Regions from separate parts of the Sus scrofa genome. Here region 1 is linked to region 2. A link is a contact called in public Hi-C data. All regions are on one chromosome and are shown on one strand. The core of a region is the stretch at or near the end of the contact, and the rest is flanking DNA. Distances in the headings are between cores, read along the strand shown. Region 1 holds the start of RAB4A (ras-related protein Rab-4A). Region 2 holds the start of TAF5L (TAF5-like RNA polymerase II p300/CBP-associated factor-associated factor 65 kDa subunit 5L).

Region 1 (4,782 bases), core at 740-3,239, 270 kb after region 2:
TGAGGAAGGTCCCAGACCAGGGATCAAACCAGAGCCACAGTAGGGACTTGGACAGCTGCAGTGACAATGCCAGATCCTTAACCCACTGACCCACATGGGAACTCCTCCATTTGGTTTCCTGAACTTTCTAACCCTCCCTTACGCTTTTTTATCCAGCTCACAGAAAAAAAAGTGTGGGGTAAGGAGCACTTGAAAATAAAGCAAAAACTAGGAGTTTCCTGGTGGCAACTTCCTTGTGGCAATGTTAAGGATCTGGCGTCACCACAGTGGCTCAAGCCGCTGTTGTGGCACAGTTCAATCCCTGGCCTGAGATCTTCCACATATCTCAGGTGCAGCCAAAAAAAAAAACAAAAAAACAAAAAAAGAAAAAACATAACCAAAATTTCAACACTTGCTGGAGAAGTGATGTCCTTTATGGAATCTGACTGTGGCTCTCTACAGAGAGAGGCAGACCTTGTGCATGTGAAGTGTGGTAGCATCAGACTCTGACAATACTGATCCTACAACCAGGGATGCCCAGTGGGACTTCCTAAGCCTTCCAGGAACAGATTCCTGCTCTCAGTGTTACTGAGAACAAGGCCAGCCCCAGATGCACTCCTTTTACAGGGACTCTGCAGCCCTTGGGGGCTGGGCCTGTGGGGACAGGTTAAGGCTGTCCTGGCCGTGCTGGTCAGGTCAGGTTTCTTTCTCACATAGCTTTAGAGACCACATTCCTTCAGAACTCCCACCTGGGTTCTTAACCCATCTTTAGTGTCACAACCAGATTAACACTGTACCCCCTACTGGGCTGTGAGTTCCCTGAGACCAGAGAAGTGCCTGTGGTGAGTTCTGCAGTGCTGAGGCACCACGCCATAAAACCAGTCCACATCTATCTGTTGATGGGAAGGAGCAGTAGGCCAGGACAAATGGAGGCAACAGGACTGATCTGACTAGAGGTAACTGAACTTGTGCATCTCCAGGGACTGTAAAACCCAAATCAGTCTTTACCTGAGAATGCATGCTTCTGAAAGAGAGATCCCAGACTAGCAAACACCTCTGCAGCCCTGACACAGAGCAGGGGTATACTACATTGTTTATTTTTACCACATAGGATTAAAACAAAAACAAAACATAATCGATGAATTGGAAAGGCTTTCTTTCACTCAAAAAACCTCTGTTGGGCGCCTCCAGGTTTGGGTGCTACCGAGGAAGCAAAGATTAAGCAGACAGGGCTCTGCTTCAGAGGTGTTTGTAAGTAGCCATAACGCAACCTGAAAGGTCCCAAGAGGAAGAAATGGATGAAGTCGCCTATCGACAAGCCCTTCTTGTAATCCCACTGCAAAGAAAGGAATTCCAAGACAGGAATGGTCAGACTGCAATAGTTGAGGAAGGAACACACTCAATTGAAGGCGTCGCCCTAAGTCCTTCACAACTCTAGCTGGGAACAATACCGCATATGAAACCGAATCTCGAACTGGCTTCCCAAACCCTAAGCTGTTGATGTTGAGTAAAAAAGGAAAACCCTACCGGCGTGAACGCGGAGGAGAAGCAAAAGGACACTCGGAGAAACAGATCACGTAGATGCGCGACCCACCGCCCGACCCACGCCCCCGACACTCGGATCCGCATCCCCGCGGCCTCCGCCCCGCCGCCCCCCGCCCCTTACCGTAGGTCTCGGACATGGCCGTCTGCGACATCTTGGGAGCGGCACCGCCTCTCGCCGGGTCACCGGCTGCAGCTCTGGCGGGGCCGGGGCCAGGAGGCCGGGGTCGCCCGCCGCGCCTCGGTGGGGGACGGCGAAGGGCAGGGCACTGGAGGAGGGAGGGGCCCGCGGTCCCCACGGCAACTGCCGGCCACCCCGCGGATGCGGCCCTGCCGGACTGCCGGCTCCGCGCAGGCGCACGGCCCCAGCTCCCCCGCCGGCCTGGACGCGGGGGAGGAGGAGGAGGAGGAGAGGGGGCGCGGGGCCCGGCCCCCAGCCCGCGGTCGCGCGTGCGCGCGGGGAGGCCGGGGCGGGCCTAGGGGCGCAGAGAAGCTGGGGCCGGTGCGGGCGTGGGTGGTAACGGGCGCGGGCGGGGCGGGGCGTGTGCGCGCAGAGACCGGACGCGCGGAGGGGCGTGGCCGGCCCAGTCCAGGTCGCAGGGGCGCGCAGGAGCTGGGAAGGGCGCGTCGGGGCAGGCGGTCAGCCGGCCCCGGTGATTGGGACTGGGACTGTAGGGTCCCAGCGGGCAGAGAAAGCCATTACCTGCCCTGGGGAGAAAGACAGTCTTGCCAGGTTGGCCGCCACCTCAGTAGAGACTTCTTCGTGGTTACCTGGCGTGCTCTGCCAGATAGAGACTTCCTCTAAGCGGTAGTGACCTGTCGGGGACGTGGTGAATGTGTAACCAGGAGTCCGCAACCCCAGGAGTCCGCAACCCCAGGAGTCCGACTGGAGGCCAACCCTAGGTGCGGGGAGGCGGGCTTACCGCGGGGGAGCTGAGCTCCGCTCAGAACCTGCCAGGCGCTCTTGGGGGGCCGAGCTGCTGTCGGCGGGACCGTCAGAAGCTCAGATGTGCGGGCTCTGAGGAAGCCCCAGAGGACTAGATATTGGCCCCACTGCTCGGCATTCAGGGGACTGAGGCCCCTGGACCGGAAGCCCCTCTTGGCGGGTGTTTGTCTAAGGGTAGGAGTCGCTGGTTGAACATTTTGATTTAAGGAGCACAGCTGAATTCAGAATCCCTTTCTGTGGGAAAAGTAGCCATAAACCAAAAAGTTGACTGGGAAGAGGACTTTGGTTGGGATTTTGCTCCATTGGAGCATGATCAGAGCCACATGGCATCTCATAAGACCCAATCCTATTCAGGAGTTCCCGTTGTGGCTGACCAGTAATGAATCCGACTAGTATCCATGAGGACGTGGGTTCAATCCCTGGCCTTGTTCAGTGGGTTAAAGATTGGGAGTTGCTTTGGGCTGTGGTGTAGGTCTCGGAGGCCTCTGGGATCTTGCATTGCTGCGGTGTGGAAGGCCAGCAGCTACAGCTCTGATTTACCCCAGCCTAGGAATTTCCATATGCTATGGGTGTGGCCCTAAAGAGACAAAGAAAAAGAAGACCCAAGCTTATTCAAAAGACCCAGTAGAATCCTAAAAACACGCCCTGGCTAAGCTCCCAAGTGGCTTGGCTGTGGGGGGAGTACCAGGAAATACATTTTTTTCAAGTCCATTTGGCTCTGTCCTCTAAATTGGCATCAGGCCTTCCATTCCCTGAGCCCTTTCGCCTCCTCCCCAATGACTCTCTGGCTCTGCATCACTGATTCTAATAGAAATAGATATCCTTGCTTCTAAATCGCAGAGAAGGCCACCTGCTGAAACATGGGGAGGACCGTAATACCCTAGAATTATTCTGCATGTGTCCCTTGTTCAGTGGCTTGGACACTGTTGCTTTCTTATTTGGCTTTTCCACAGGTCAGGTTTGATTTTCATTCCTGAGTGTATCAGACAGACACTGATTAGAACTATGTCAGAGGAAAGATGGTGATCCCATTCTTTACATTGAAGTTTTCTTCCTGTTGGGAACTTCTGTGGATAATAAGAAAGGAACCACTAGATTATTGACTGAAACTGGACCATGTGATGTGCGAAACCTGAGCAGGGTGATAGAAATAAAAATTAAGCAACGATTTCAAAGCTGAGAGCAGTTTTCCTTTCTGTAGAAAACGAATACTTAGGCCTTTGGGAAAAACTATTTGTTTTGCGAAAACCACCCAAAGAAGCCATTTTTGTGTTAGTTTGCAAATATAAAGCCAAATATCACAAGTTAGAAAGGGAAGTACTCAAGAACTGAGGTTTGAAGGAGACAAACTTCCTTGAATAATAATGTGAAAGTTGATTTGCATCTCAGTAACTTTGAATCTTTGAGAGATGATACATTTCTCCTAGATATTCTTAGAGACAGCTTTGGTTCTGAGGTACTGTTGATTATGTAGAAGGAAAACTTATTGCAAAATTAATTTGTGTTTTCTCCAATTATTTTCTCTTTTCTCTTCAGGAGAAGTTTCTAAAAGCCTAGGTGCATTGGAGATTCATCTAAGGGAAATGAAAGGAGAAGGATTTCTTCCAAAATAGGTCCTGCCCACACCTCCTCAGGTCAGTGGCACCTAAAAACACCTGGTACTTTCCTTTTTGTTCCTGGGCAGTGCCTCCCATTTAGTGATAAATTAGGATCCTCAGGGGCTGCCAGCCTCACAAGGAGTCCTGTTCCCCAGGACTGGCAGAGGACCATATGGGTGGGGACAGTGGCATCACTGGAGGGACCAGTGGACAGGTAGACTCCTAGGCACAGCGTCAGGCCTAGAACAGTGGCCTAGCTCCCTGCAGAGGAGCCTAGAAAGGCCTAGGGTTGAGAATCCAGCATGACTCTGACATTCCAGGGAGCAGTGACTTTGGGAACGAAGGGATGTGGCATGTTTGGAAGAGCCAGGCTTGGCGGAGGACCTTGGTCAGTCTGTGTCATGGTAACTTTCCTTGGTAACTAGAGGCCAAGAACAAGAGCCAATTTGTGTTTGAGTGTTGAGGGACTCAGCAGTATATAGGTGTTACTTTGAGAAAGTGCCAGTTTGGCACAGGTCAGTAGAGGCTTGAAAAGGTACCTTAGTTAAACACCCATGATGACACCTGTGACATATAACGCATGTCTTCAAGGCGGAAGAGGCCTCAGAGGCTGCTGAACTGGTTTACCTTCTAGTGCCAACAAAGTGACCTCTCTGATGGGACATGTGTGGTGTTAGGGAAAGTTAGTCAGGGTGGGCTGAGTTAGCTGTAGTAACG
Region 2 (4,706 bases), core at 723-3,222:
TAGTTCAGAATATGAGATGTTTCCAAACATAAAAGAAATGCTGACTGAGGTTTTGTAGCAAAAGAACTTTGTTAATCAAATACCTGACTACTTACTTTTTCTCACTGACACTACTTTTAACTTTCCAACCATGTTTCCTTCCCCAATCTTTTCTCAAATCTTTAAAAATTTTATTTAAATGTCAATACGCAATTTACATAAATGATCATCACTTTAGGTTACAGTAATGTAACTTTCACATTAAACTTACTTGTTCTTTATTTGGAAGAACGCACTGGTGAGAAATCCAAGCAAAGTGAGCTAGTTTTAGTTTATCTTCCCAGGAAGTTGTCTTGCTTTTAAGCTTAAGAGAAATGCCAGAATAAACAGCAGCCATTGCTGTACTTTACCTGCAATTTAAAGCAATGGAAAAAAAAATTACATTAAGTCCAAACTTAAAAGGCATCAGAAAATGAACATTATGTATCTTATGGTCTACATAACCCGTAGTCTTTAAAAAAAATTTTTTTTGTCTTTTTTTCCTTCTTCTTCTTTTTGTTTTGGTCTTTTGTCTTTTAGGGCCGTACCCACAGCATATGGAGGTTCCAAGCCTAGGGGTTGAATCAGAGCTGTAGCCACTGACCTATGTCACAGCCAGTCTGAATCTGAGCTGCATCTGCCACCTACACCACAGCTCACCACAATGCCGGATCCTTAACCCACTGAGTGAGGCCAGGGATGAAACCTGCATCCTCATGGATACTAGTCAGATTCATTTCTGCTGATCTACAATGGGCATTCCCCTAAAAATTTTTTTTCCTTTTAATGAAATTAAAATGCTATCAGGCATAAGTCTACAGATAGATGCTTGAGTCCATCACCTTGGGAGAAATTCAGATGAAAGCAAACAGAAGATGGATTACACACAAGTATTCCTGCTGTGCTCCAACACCACATCCTCAGAGGTTAGTTCGCAGAAATTCAAAGGGACAAAACCCAAAGTGTTCACAGAATTTCTGAAAAGATTCATTCATACTTGGTTTTAGATGGAAAAAGTAAATTTCTTCACAAATGCTTCATAATATACTATGTATCAGGACCAGCTCCTTTCAACAGTTTAAAGAGACAAGGAGGCAGTATTTGGACATAGTAATATTTCCTCAAGTACAAAATAAATACAGTATAAACCTAGTTCCAATAGAAAGATTTATTCCAGCTGCAACAGTAACGTCCCAGTATAACTTGATCCACAGCTCTTCTGAAAGACTCTACAAAATATAGCTACAAAATTAACATGAAAAAATACCAATATAACAAAATCACGAATGAAAAAAGAATGCAAACACTCCAACCACCTATAATCCCATAAAACTGAGGCATTTATAGTTTGAGTTTCTAAGTCATAGCAAAAAGGGCAAATATATCAGATTAAATCATTTGCATTATATAAAAGTAAGCAAGTCAGTTCCTTAGGAGAGAAAGTTTTTCATGATACTTAATACTGAAATAAAATTATCATAAAAACAAAACACGGCCAAGGAAATACCAGAAAAAGATCGCAGCCCCATGACTCTATTTTAAATACTGTCAAACCAAAAAGAATTTGCTGGATCACTGAATGTTTTAAATCTAAGAGGTCTGAGGTCCTACAGACCTACCTTCAGAACTAGTTCTTAGTAGGTATCTTTACAGGGAATAAGCAAAAATCAGATGAAAGACATTCAGCAGAGTAATTTTCACTCTACTGCAGACAACAGAACAAGTCAAGTGCTGTCAGTCACCCTATAGTCAAAACGTCCAACATCCACTCAACAGCTACTTACTGAAATTCTAAATCCAATGTCATTGAGACAGCTACAAAGTACTTAAAAACTGTTTGCAAAATTGGCTACAAAAATACCCCAGACACTCCCGGAGTCTACCCACTCTTCCACTCTCAAGGCCCCGCGGCGATCTTTGCAAGAGAGTGTGAAAAGCCCGTTGCTGACAGCAAGGCTGCGTCAGCACTCACGCGCGGCCGCACTGAATCTACGGAATAGAAGGGAGCCCAGTAGCCAAAATCAAGAGAGCAGAGCCAGGAGTGATGGGAGCGAGCCCAGAGCGGGCTGACCGGGGGCGGGCGGTCCCAAGGTGAGCAGCCCCCTCGGGGCCGACTCGGGATAGGGACCGCAGGAGGGGCGGAGGGCCGGGCCAGGAGCGTGCTCACCTCAGCGCCGGCCCCAGGTAGGGAGCTCTCCTCAGGTCTCTCCTGGGTTGGGGCTCACCTGCAGGCCGTCCCCAGGTGAGAAGCTCACGCACACTCCGCCGGGACGGGCGGCGGGCAGTCCCCAGGTATGAGCTCTCCTGGCCGCCAGCCTGGGCCGGGGACCGCGTGTAGTGGAAGACTGCTACCTTGGGGGCGGCGGGACCGACCCCGGGCCCACCACGTGGGGCCGGCGGGTTCCTTCCGCCCGACGCCAGCGGCGCGGAGGCGGGGCGCGCTCGCCAGGCATCGCCAGCCGAGCGCCGAGGCACCGCGCCCATTGGCGGAGGCGGTGGCGCGTCGGAGGCCGGAGCGGCCCAGCCCGCGGCGGCTCCGCGTCAGTCAGTCATGGGGCGGCCGCCCAGAGCCGCCGCGGGGGCGGCGGGGCGCGGGGCGCGGGAGCCCGGCTGAGTCGGCCGGCGGGGCGCGAGCCTGCCGCGGAGTCGACGGAGGCGGACACGGGGAGAGCCCGGAGGCGGCGGCGGCGGGGGCAGCGGGGGCCGCCTAGGATGTTCAGTGAGTGGGGCGGCGGGCCGAGGGCGCGGCGGGCGGGCCGTGAGGCCTAGGAGGTGGGGGCGGGGCGCGGGCGGGGCGGCTGGGCTCCGCGGTCCCGCTCGGAGTCCTGCGGGCGGGGCGGGCGGCGCGAATGGCCGGGCGCGCGTCCCCGTCCCTTCTTCATTGAAGGCAAGGGAAGTGTTTTGGGGCGGAACTGGAGATTAAACTTCGCACATGGTGACTGTGGGTGGACGGGCGTGAGGTCAACCTTTGCACGGGGCGCGGGGGATGCCCACCTGCAAGGGCACGCAGGAGGTGGCCCCGCTCCTGACAGCCAGGTGAGGCGTGCGCCCCGCGGCGTCGCGGAGCCCTTCGGCGAGGCGTGGGTCGGGAGGCCGCCGCGGTGGGAGACCGCGGTGTCACTGTAGCCTTAGCGGAAGTGGAGCGCAGGAGGCTCCGTGTAGCCCTCCCTTCGGCGGTGGAAGTGTCGTTTCAGTGCGGATCTCGCAGCCTGCAAGGCTCCGGGATTCGGAGGGAATCCTGCCCGGCCCGAGCGCCGCTGGTCTTGAATCGCGGAAACTCTGACCTTGCGGGTTGAAATCTTGGAATGGTAATTCCCGTTAAGAAGAACCAGGTGCCTCATTGGGAGGAATGGTGGGGCGGAGTTTGCTCTTAAGTGATGCGAGTGTAGATACACCTGAGTTGTGGGGTAGGGGAGGACACGGGAGCCCTGTTTGAAAGTGGGAATAGGAAAAGTTTGGGCCACAGCTTTAAACTGGGAGCTTCTTAATGTAGCGAGTGGGTCTTGAGGATTACATAGACTTCAGGTAGAAACCATGTAACTATCTGTAACCTCTTCGAGCCTTCCTTTCCTCTTCTGTAAAATGGGGTAATGACTGGTAAATTGCAAGTGGACCTTTTTTAAAGGATGCCCGAAAAGGAATAATATAGGAGAAAGTGCCTGACAAATAGTGTTTTGTAGATAATAGTTATCAGCTATTTAAATTTCTTTTTTGGCAAAATACCTTTTAGGTTCCTTGTAGGCCTTAATTTTTTGTGTTAAATGTGAAGCATGTTAACTTTTGATTTCCTTTATAAATTATAAATCATTCCTGCCTCGAAAATCAGTTAAACTGGAAAACCAAAAGAGGGGGAGAACTTGCTGTGGGCATTTTGTTTGTTGTCACCAACAGTAAATCAGATTAATGTGTTTTGGAATAGCTGTGTTGCTTCTTCCTTCTGAATGTGTGAGTTTTGTGTTTGGTTCTGTCGCTGTGAAACTAAGGCCTCCCTTAACTAGTCAGTCGATGGTTTGGGGTTTTATTTTTGCAAGCAGTTGTCTTTCATAGGCTTTGAAGGACATCTCTGGAGAAAGGTTTTGTTTGTTTGCATGATTTCTTTTAACTGGAAGGAAGCCTAGAGGGTGCTCTCTTAAACCAGAATTACCCAGTGGACAGTGCTAGAAGCCGTTTCCAGCCTCCCCATGTGGCAGACAGCTTCTCAGCTAGTAACTGTTCTATCACTCTCTCAACAGGCATTGGTAAGCTTTCACTGTTGTAGCCCTAGAGAGGCCTGACCTAACGTAGAACCTTGTGAGCAGCAGGACACTGTGAAGGGTAAGAGCTCAAACCCTGCGGCCAGGTGGCCCGAGTTCCCATCCTGGAACTGCAGACTCTTGGGCACCTTGTCTGACTTCTTTGGGCCTCAGCTTTCTCATCTGAAGACTATTCCCTAGCTCATAGGCTTCTTTGAAGCATAAATGAGATAATCTTTGTAAAGTACTTAAAATAGTATCTCAAGCCCACTGGTAATAAATAAGCATTAGAGATTAGTAGTGGTGGTATTGGAAATAAATAGTGTGATTACTCTGATAGAGTTTTGTTCCTGGGTTTTGGTGGGTGGAGGGAATCACACTCAGGGAAGCTCGGGGGAGGAAAAGATGGCCTGGCTAGGCTGTGAAGCATGAGTGGGATATAGCCCTCCAGTTAAG

What was found. Hi-C and Micro-C count contacts between places; a contact is called where the count stands out from the background.
Region 1: a contact with region 2 is called in a Hi-C map of epiblast stem cells, with 2.1 times the contacts expected there. The contact joins the promoter of RAB4A here to the promoter of TAF5L in region 2. A contact is called at or near these places in 2 of 5 promoter capture datasets (fetal liver and liver), 5 of 47 Hi-C or Micro-C datasets (embryonic fibroblasts, epiblast stem cells, heart right ventricle and 2 more) and 2 of 2 datasets of contacts at active chromatin or transcription factors (alveolar macrophages and skeletal muscle).

The regions. Positions count from the first base shown.
Region 1 is chr14:60,526,560-60,531,341 of Sscrofa11.1, forward strand. RAB4A (ras-related protein Rab-4A) reads right to left here and starts at 1,990. Exons shown (of 8, transcript XM_001925483.7): 1 at 1,646-1,990. The coding sequence starts at 1,676. LOC102163174 (a long non-coding RNA gene) reads left to right here and starts at 2,070. Exons shown (of 4, transcript XR_002338974.1): 1 at 2,070-2,424; 2 at 4,004-4,101.
Region 2 is chr14:60,252,530-60,257,235 of Sscrofa11.1, forward strand. It overlaps TAF5L (TAF5-like RNA polymerase II p300/CBP-associated factor-associated factor 65 kDa subunit 5L), which reads left to right and starts at 1,973. Exons shown (of 5, transcript XM_013983234.2): 1 at 1,973-2,109. It overlaps URB2 (unhealthy ribosome biogenesis protein 2 homolog), which reads right to left and starts at 1,933. Exons shown (of 11, transcript XM_021074277.1): 1 at 1,803-1,933; 2 at 251-389. The coding sequence starts at 376.